Linked DNA regions of Gossypium arboreum: region 1 is linked to region 2. The links are chromatin contacts, called in public Hi-C maps. All regions are on one chromosome and are shown on one strand. The core of a region is the stretch at or near the end of the contact, and the rest is flanking DNA. Distances in the headings are between cores, read along the strand shown.

Evidence for each region. A called contact is a pair of places that touch in the nucleus more often than the background predicts.
Region 1: a Hi-C map of leaf shows a contact between it and region 2, with 4 times the contacts expected there. The contact joins the promoter of LOC108459815 here to the enhancer-like site in region 2. A contact is called at or near these places in 4 of 5 Hi-C or Micro-C datasets (all in leaf).

What each region holds. Positions count from the first base shown.
Region 1 is chr4:114,741,825-114,746,593 of ASM2569848v2, reverse strand. LOC108459815 (probable L-type lectin-domain containing receptor kinase VII.2) reads left to right here and starts at 1,792. Exons shown (of 1, transcript XM_017759215.2): 1 at 1,792-4,760. The coding sequence starts at 2,041. The coding sequence ends at 4,083. It overlaps LOC108460618 (probable serine/threonine-protein kinase At1g54610), which reads left to right. Exons shown (of 8, transcript XM_017760178.2): 8 at 1-120. It overlaps TRNAG-GCC (transfer RNA glycine (anticodon GCC)), which reads left to right and starts at 4,513; the gene lies at 4,513-4,583.
Region 2 is chr4:114,610,669-114,615,509 of ASM2569848v2, reverse strand. LOC108460587 (wax ester synthase/diacylglycerol acyltransferase 4-like) reads right to left here. Exons shown (of 5, transcript XM_017760131.2): 4 at 4,331-4,468; 5 at 3,977-4,223. The coding sequence ends at 4,077. Among protein-coding and RNA genes, the nearest start is that of LOC128291689, 5.1 kb to the left of the region's middle. Within about 2 kb of position 1,474, at least 2 of the 2 cell types and tissues checked have an H3K27ac peak or open chromatin away from gene starts, as enhancers often do. A contact at or near this core is called in leaf, where this site is marked.

The sequences.
Region 1 (4,769 bases), core at 543-3,042, 130 kb before region 2:
GCTATAAATATGGCTTTTATAGGATACAATTCTCTGGCTTTGTAGGTGATTACTACTTGTGTTTTTTTTTTTTTTTATACATCAATAATAGAATCAATTAGAAGGATTACAATTTTGAAACTGTTTCTTGCCATTGTCTTATTTCTTCATAAATGATTTGGAAGTGGATTAAAAAAAAAAAAGAAGATTTGTTTGATCCACTGTTAAGGGACTTTAGTTTTTCCATGGGATCTGCTTCTTAGGGTATATTTAAAAATAAAATAAAAATTTAAAGAACAAACTAATTAAAAAAAAACATGTGACATTCTTATGATTTAAAATGTTTATGTATATAAAATATTTGGTTCACTTGGGTATTTGTAATTTCTTTTCATTCTTGCACTTAACTTCAAATCAATGATTCAATATGGACCAAATTTGTAAATTCTCACCTAAAATACAGGTAATATAAGTTTGGAGACAAAGATTAGAAAGCAAGTTAAAATGCAAGTTTTAAAATTGAAATGGTCTTTTTCCGCCAACTTATAAAAATGATTCTCAAATTTTTTTCAATTAAGTCTGCTTTTCTTTGCACTTAATTGAGTATTTAAATGGTTAAAATACATTAAAAAGATTATTTGACCGTATTTAAATTTTTTCAGTTAAAGTTATCATGTGTCACAATCACAACGTAACATGAATAAGAATGATAAAAAATAAAAATTAATAAAAGTTATAGAAATTATTAAATTTTAATAAAATATAAATTTTTTAAAGTTTTATAAAATCATAAGAAAATTATAAAATTATCATACCAAAAGTAGTATTTTATAATTTTTTATATTTTTATTGATTTTTATTTTTAGCATTTTTGTTATATGACACGTTGTGTTGCAACATGTGATAACTTTAACTAAAGAATCACTTAGGTTCATTAACTTTAACGGTTAATGGTTAAATGGGTTTTTGATGTATTTTATAATTTTTGTATGATTTTTATAAAATTTTATATTTTTTACGATTTTTATAATCTTTTATAATTTTAATATTTTATATTTTTATTAAAATTTAATAATTTTTTATTTTTATTTTTAACTTTTTTGCTACATGTTAGGTTGTAATTGTGACACGGGGTGACTTTAACTGAAACAAATTAGGATTAGTTAACTTTAGCGATCAAATGATTTTTTTGATGAATTTTGACAATTCAAGTACTCAATTGAGCATAAAAAAAAAACAGAGACTTTAATTTTTTTGAAAAAAATTTGAGGACCTTTTTGATAAATATTAAAAATTTAAGTACTCAATTGAATAAAAAAGGTAAGAATTTAATTGTTTTTTTTTTAAATTAGGGTTTTTAACCCTTAAGCCAATTGAAATTGATTGATGAAAATTAATAATTCATGTTTTTGGGCAAAAGAAATTGTTAAAATTATTAGTTAATTAAGAATTTTTATGAAATCAATTTTAAAATTAAATTGAATATATGAAAATGTATAACTTTGGTTAAAGGTTAAAATTTGTAAATAAATTGGGGTGCCAATGAGAAAGCTAAAGAGTAATTCTTGGAATCTAATATATGAAATTAGAAGCATTCATACTACCAAGAAGATAGAAAGAGATAGTTCAAAATTGAAAGGCTACGTTGTTTTACCTTGTTCAACAAAGCCTGTATTTGTCCAGGCCACCAATCGAGTGGCGCACTTAGATAGATTAGAGTAAAGCTTTTTTTATTTTTATTTTTTAATCAATTTGATCCAGCTCAACCCTTATCTTGTCGGCTCATTACCACCCCATTCTCCACTCCACCATTATTATTGTACTGTATTTCTTACCTTCCCGCCGCTTCCTTTGCGAATATTAGTTAAACTACTTAATTATTATTCAACAATTATTTACGTGATAGATTTTGAACACTTCTGTTTGTATGTTGTTCTTTTTACGCGTCCAACACAGTTGCCTTCCTTCAAATGCAAGCTAAAATCCTAAAAAGCACACCACTCTTTACGTGCAAACTACAGCTTTATCTTCTCTTCTTGGATCTTTTGAAATATATTCCTCATGTCTCCCTTCTTGTTTTCAACTGCAATAACCTTCCTTTTGTTCTTCCCTTGGGTTTCATCTGTTGAATTCGTTTACAATACCAACTTCAACTCCACCAATCTCTTGACTTTTGGTGATGCTACTATTGATTCTTCCATCCTCTCCATCACAAATGGGACTTTCTCTATTGGTCGTGCTTTGTACCCTTCGAAGATCCCAGTGAAGTCATCATCAAATTCATCAAAGTTACTTCCTTTCTATACTTCTTTCGTTTTCTCCATTGCCCCTCTCAAGGGTTTTCTCCCAGGTCATGGATTTGCTTTTGCCTTCTTGCCTACTGCTGGTATAGCTGGTGCCAGTTCGTCTCAGAATCTGGGTCTTTTCAACTTTTCCAACAATGGTAATCCCAACAGCAGTATCTTTGGTGTCGAGTTTGATGTGTTTGCAAACCAAGAATTTGATGATATCAATGATAACCATGTGGGTGTTGATGTGAACTCCTTGAAATCTGTTGCTTCAAGTCCTACAGGGTTTTGGGGAGGGAGTGAAGGTGATAAGTTGAAGGGATTGAAGCTTAATAATGGTGTTAATTATCAAGTCTGGGTTGATTATGAAGATTCTATTTTAAATGTTACTATGGCGAAAGTGGGGGATAAAAGGCCTATAAGGCCTTTGATAAGTGTGTTTGTGAACCTTTCTACTGTTTTTCTTGATGAAATGCATGTAGGATTTGCTGGAGCAACAGGCCAGTTGGTTGAGAGTCATAGGATTCTGGCTTGGAGCTTTAGTAATTCGAATCCCTCAATTGGTAATGCTTTGGTCACTACTAATTTGCCTTCATTTGTGCCACCAAAGGATTCTGTGTTTGAATCAACAGGGTTCATAGTTGGAGTTACCATTGGGGCTGTCTTGCTTGTTAGCTTTTGCATTGCAATGTACTTTCTTTTGGTTAGATTTAGAAGGAAAAGAAATGGTAAGAAAGATGATATTGAAAATTGGGAATTGGAGTATTGGCCTCACAGGATTGGGTATCAAGAGATCTATGCAGCAACAAAGGCATTTTCAGATGAAAATGTGATTGGTTCTGGAGGTAATGGGAATGTCTATAAAGGGGTATTGAAAGAAGGACAAGAAGTTGCAGTGAAGAAAATTTCTAATGAAAGTGAGCATGGGATTAGAGAGTTTTTGGCTGAGGTTTCAAGTCTAGGGAGATTGAAGCATAGAAATTTGGTGGGACTGAGAGGTTGGTCTAGGAACGATAAAGGGAGCTTGATCTTGGTCTACGATTACATGGAGAATGGGAGCGTCGATAAGAGAATTTTCGACTGTCATGAGGACTCAATGTTGAGCTGGGATGAGAGAGTTAAAGTCTTGAAAGATGTAGCTTCTGCAATCTGGTATTTGCATGAGGGTTGGGAAGCTAAGGTCTTGCATAGGGACATTAAAGCAAGCAATGTCTTACTCGACAAGTATATGAATGCCAGGTTAAGCGATTTCGGATTAGCACGTACGCATCATCACAGTGAACTGGCTAGCACTACTCGAGTGGTTGGAACCGTAGGATACATGGCACCGGAATTGATTAAAACTGGACGTGCTTCCACTCAAACAGATGTATTCTGTTTTGGAGTGTTGGTGTTGGAGATAGTATGTGGACGGAGGCCGATTGAAGAAGGGAAGCCGAGTTTAATTGATTGGACATGGAGGTTAATGGAGAGACAAGAACTGGTTTCAGCTCTAGATGATAGGCTAAAAGGAAAGGGTGGTCACAGCAATGAGGAAGTAGAGAGGCTAATGCAACTAGGATTGTTGTGTGCTCATCCAGAAGCTCATGTTAGGCCAACGATGAGGCAAGTAATGAAGCTGTTAGAGGCAAGAGATGAGGGTGCTGCTGAATCCGAAGGAGAAGGCATGGAATTAAATCTACTACACAGATTGAGTAGCACAACAACGTGGGGGAGGTTCAGTGGTAGGGAACATCCTACATTCAACGAAATTAAGAGGAACATGTCTTCTTCCATGTCCATGAGCAACTCGGACGTCATCCTAGACGGGCGATAACAGCTTTAAGCTGTGGTGATCATTTCGATTTTGATAACATTGCTTTGCATACTTGCATCGCGTTTGTGATTAGTGAAGTGTCTTCTTTTCCATTGATATTATGGGAAGCTGTGCATAATTTAGGAAGGGAAACAACAGATATAGAGATAAAAGTTGCTTCACAATCTCAACAAAGTTGTACAAAGCTTGCAAAGGTTCAACATTGAAATTACAACATATGGTTTTGTTAGCAGATATAGGGCAGGTTAGCTTGGGATTCATGATTATATATTTACTTCGTCCTTGCTTTCCATGTTACAAATTCTGGCCCCAAACCTTGTCCTAGAGGATGGGTTTGACGTTTGGTTCGAATGCAGCAGGATGTTAGTAGAATAGAATGCCGAAAGACAATGACAAAAGAGCTTAAACTTCTAGAGAGCACATCAGGCAGCACCAGTGGTCTAGTGGTAGAATAGTACCCTGCCACGGTACAGACCCGGGTTCGATTCCCGGCTGGTGCATGATTTGTTTTGTTTCCTTTTTGGACTTTCTATGTGTGCCAAAGCCCATTGCTGGTGGGTACATCTGGTTGGCTCCAAAGTTCAAACTGGATCTGTCAACTCATTTTGTTTTATTAATATTGGTTTAATTAATATACTAATTTATTTATTCTGAATATTAATCTATTTATAAAATAATTTAATATT
Region 2 (4,841 bases), core at 225-2,724:
GTCTTCCAAAACGTAGGGAGATGATGGCAGCGGCAAAAAAGCTAAAAAGTTTCCTTTTTATTTTATTACTTATTTTCGAAAATTAAAAAATAAAAATACAAAAGAACCACGCTTTTTTGTGTGTTTGTATTTGATTCCGATCTTTTTTTTTAATACAATCTATTCTCTGGCTTTTATATCCATTTTACACTTGTTTAAAATACATATATTTTTATTTTGTCACTATTCTTGGGTTTGCATCTATTGTCCCTGTCTTTTCTATTTTTTCTTTGTAGGTAGTAGTTGGTGACGGTGGCAAAAAGCATGCCCTTGCCATTTTGGTGAAACCGCGACAAAGGCCCATCAGGCCTCAGGCGACGTGCCTATTCACGTGGAGGGCAAGGACGCTGGAGGCTAGGGTTTTTTTTACTTTATTAAAACTTAGTTTAGATTGTGGGCTTGTAATTTGGGCTTAGGGTTTTTTTTAAATAGACTTGTAATTTTTATTTTTATTTGGTTTGGTTTGGGCCTGGACAAAAAATGGCCTATTACAACCTGAATAAAGAGTGGAGTCATGCAACGTAGAGGCATCGCGACATACATGGTGTGAAGCACCCAAGTCGGGATACCAGGATGTATTGCCAACTGGCATAGGGATGTAAGAGTCAGTGCCATCACAGTTGGAGCCGTATTGAGTAGCATTAATATGAGACCCAGTGAAGGTAGAAACATCAGACGCATGCAAATCAGGTATACGAAGAAGACCAATACAGGAGTCAGACCCAGTGTAAACATGAGCTCGAGGCTTAGTCTGCCAAGGAATACATGGGCCAACAACATCACTACTTGGACCTCCACGATTACGGTCATGATCAGGAGGAACACCAAGCTCTACACAATTCAATACAGACCAATTTGGCAGAGTGGGAGCATGTGGCCCAAAGGAAGGTGAGACACCCCCAAAATCTGGACTAGGGTCATGCTGCATTGGCCATGAAGCCCAACAGGCCCAATCAACCTAGAGTGACCATGAGTAATCGGCCTATGGTCATTATATTCAACAAGCCCAATCAGCCTAGAACCTATATTATGAAAGCGCATAGGTGCACGGTCAAAATAAACACCCATCAGGGGCCCCACCACACAGACCATCATCAGTTCTCTGCACTAAGGGATTATAATCCCTAATATTTCTAGATACAGACGCGTAAGGGTGGAAATTTCCTCCCGAATAATAAGGCGGTGGTTCGGCTGAATTTGTACCTTGAAGTCCACCATAAACAAGCAACGGACCATGATGATCTACTAGAGACGATGCCCGAACACCTGATGACAGTCCTTCGTAGTCACGATTGTAGTGGTAGAAACATCGTTGAGCGAGGTGCCCTAACCGTTCGCAAATCTGGCACTAAACTCTGGATCAAAACCCTCGTCCGCGGCTTCTAGATGGGGGACGAGCACCACGAATAGAGCCCCTATGAACGGCGATAGAACAGTCTCCAAGAGGTTGGCATGAAGAGGTATCTCCTGAATCAGACGCGTCTGACGATTCTCGTACTCAAGGAGCACATCAACAAGGCGTTGAAACCGCAAAGGCTAAGATGAGAGCGAAACGAGAGTAATAACAACATCAAACTCAGGAGTTAAGCCTACAAGCAGAGTCTCGACCTTCTCTTCTTCGAAGATGCGCGAACCAGAAGCCGCTATCAAGGCACTCATATTCTGGATCTTGGCCACGACCTCTTTGACCGAGAGACTGCCTTTCTTGAGAAAAAACAAATCGTAACGAATACGGGCAAGCTTTACACTGGTGAGTGGAGCAAAAAGACGAGTGGCGGTGGTCCACACATCACATGCGGATCGTGCTTCTGGAAAAGAAGATAAAATGGAGGGGTTAATCGTGGAAAGTAACCATGAAGCTAATAAGATGTCCTGTTAAACAAAGGCCGATGCATCTGGATTTGGAACGAATGACCCTTCCAGAGACTGCACAAAACGCGGTAGAATCGACAAAGTGCCATCCAAGAAACCGGTCAGCTCATAACCCTAGAAATCAACCGAATGTGTTGCTGCCACTGAAAAACGTGCCTTCATCCAACTTAATTGTCTCATAGCAAGGAAATGACTAGATGCGTCGAGTACCAGTAAACACTGGACATCCAGGATCAACGGTAGCTGAATCGGTAAAAGCGGCGGTGGTCATTGAGGTAGGTCTCTAGAACCTTTTAGGCAACTGATACCATGTTAGCACCTAAGGTGAATCACTCGACTAAAAGAACAGATAGAATGAAGGAATGAAAAATGTTGCTAATTATTGAAAGAATACATTGAGTATTTGAAAGAAATCTTTGTATTTTGACTACCTTTCACGAACATTATAGAGATAGTATTTATAGAACACTATGGTAACTGCTATGGCTAACAATCTAACTAATTGAGTAACAGACTAATAGCACAGAGGGCTAAGCTAACAGCTAGGCTAACTAACTCAATCTCTGGAATATACAATACTCTTAACATTCATTGATTGAGTCTTCACCTTTTGAAACTAAAAAGGTTGCCATTGGCAATCCTTCATAAGAACCGAAATAACAACCTGCAACAAGATATACTAGAGTTAGAAATGAAACTACAATTATTGTAAACAAGTCTTAAACTAGGGACACAAATTCTTGACACAGAACATGCAATTCCTTCTTTGTAATTTGTAATAAAATATACTAGGATTAAGCCCCGCCAGGGATTTTTAATTTGTTTCTGATAGAATTTTTATTATTGATATGAAATTTAATTTTAAATATGATTAATGTATAAAAAAAACCCCTTAAATCATTACATTGTGTTTAAATAAGTCTTTATATTTATTTTGTAGTCAAATAAGCACCTAATATTGTTGTTTTTACCAATTTGAAGCCCTTGATCAATTGAAGTAGTTTTTTTTTTATCCTTTTATATGTGTTATAATTCTATTAGTCATAAATATTTCTCTTACTAAAAACAACGATGTATGAGATTGAAATTCTTTAATATTTCAAAATAATAAAACAACATCAAATCCCTACCCTAATTATTAGAAAGAGAAAAAAGAGCATAATGGATTCCACTGATATGTTGAAGGGTAGAGTGAACTTTAATTAACAACCGGTGACAAGCATGAGGGAGTTAGGTAACCAAGATTGGCAAGTTAGATTTTTTTCATATATACAAAGAAACCTAATGGCGAAAATACCAACAGGCTTTAGCTTGCAAAGACAGAGGTTTGAGCTGAAGTTTGCAGCTCCTTAATGGCTGACGTTCATGGTGTTTTATAAAAGGAAAAAGAAAGTCAATTTCAGCTATCATTAAGGGATTTAATGAATAAAAACCATAAATTAGGGGCATGTTTGACTACAAAATGAGTACAAAAGTTTATTTAAACATGGTGTTTGAAGGCTTTTCTGCTATATTAGCTTAAATTAAATTAATAGACATGTGCAAAGTGGAGGACTAAAATGATTTCTTTTATAAAGTTGGAGAACTAAATAAATAATTATGCAAAGAACAATGGTCATTTTATTAAGCTAGCACATCTAAAGTATTCCTATGTCTTTTATTTTTTTATATGTTTGTAAATTTAATAAACCTTTTATAGATTGATATAAAAATCAATTTTTTATTAATATTTTTAGTTAAATTGAAATAATTTGAGTACATTATCTTTTACATTAATTATAGAAGAAAATTATAGTAAACTATTTAGGATCATATAGAGACCAATTTAAAATTTAATAGATAGTTTAGGTACATTTAGTGAAATAAACCCTTTTCTCTTTATTTCCTTCATAATGTAAAATTTATGTTTTTTAATTGAAATGATAGACCCCTTTTCTTTCCCATTTCTGTATATTTGACATTGGAGTTGCTTTGCATGGTGCTCTATTGTTCTTGTGAATTCATTTTCGTCCATCAAGACCAAATTGTGAAATTATTATGTACTAGTTAAATGCTATCAATGAAGTGAGGAAAAATCTAAAATAAAATAATATTAAACTTTGGGGCCAATGAGGATCATACATCCATATTCATGATGCACTGTAAACAATAGAAAAAAAAAAAGTTTAAACAGTTTCATGGGTAGCTTTGAGTATCATCTCAAAGGCATTCTTGATAGACGACTTGAACTTGGGCAAATCAATGTAGTCTTTCTCGGTTCCTACAGCAATCCTCAGCTTTCCCATGTAACTAACCATTGTTATGGTTAGACTCTGTAAATGTGCAAAATCATCCATTAAATATATATATATATATATATATATATATATATATATATTGATATATAAATAAAAAGTTTTAGCAAAATCTGTAAACAAACCTGAGGTACGCCGACCACCATAAAATACAAGCTTTTAATTGGATGATTAGCCAATGCCATTCGTTCCACTGGTCCAATCACATTTGAGATTGTCATGCTTGAGTTCTTCAATGTGCTATGGATGTATTTGGCTGTCGTCTATAATACATGTAAAATATTATTGACTGTACCCTTTCTTTTAATTTGGAACCATAACAGTACATTTGACGTATTGGTTGGGTTTAAATTATAACTATTAAGGCCAATTTAATTCAAATATTATAAATTTTGGATAAATTTTGAAAAATTCGAGTTCGGATAAGGTAGAGGTGTATTGGTAAGGAGAGGAAATATTCCAAAGAGTGAAATGAAATGTGTTGAGAGACGTTAGAAAGGGATTGGAGCAATCCGTAAGTAATGAGCGCAATGACAAGTTATGGTTAGAATGTTGATTCAAAGCTTAATAAGATGGAGAACCAAGATAAGGACAGAATTAAGATAAAAGAATTATACAAGAGTTTGAGAGTAAGCT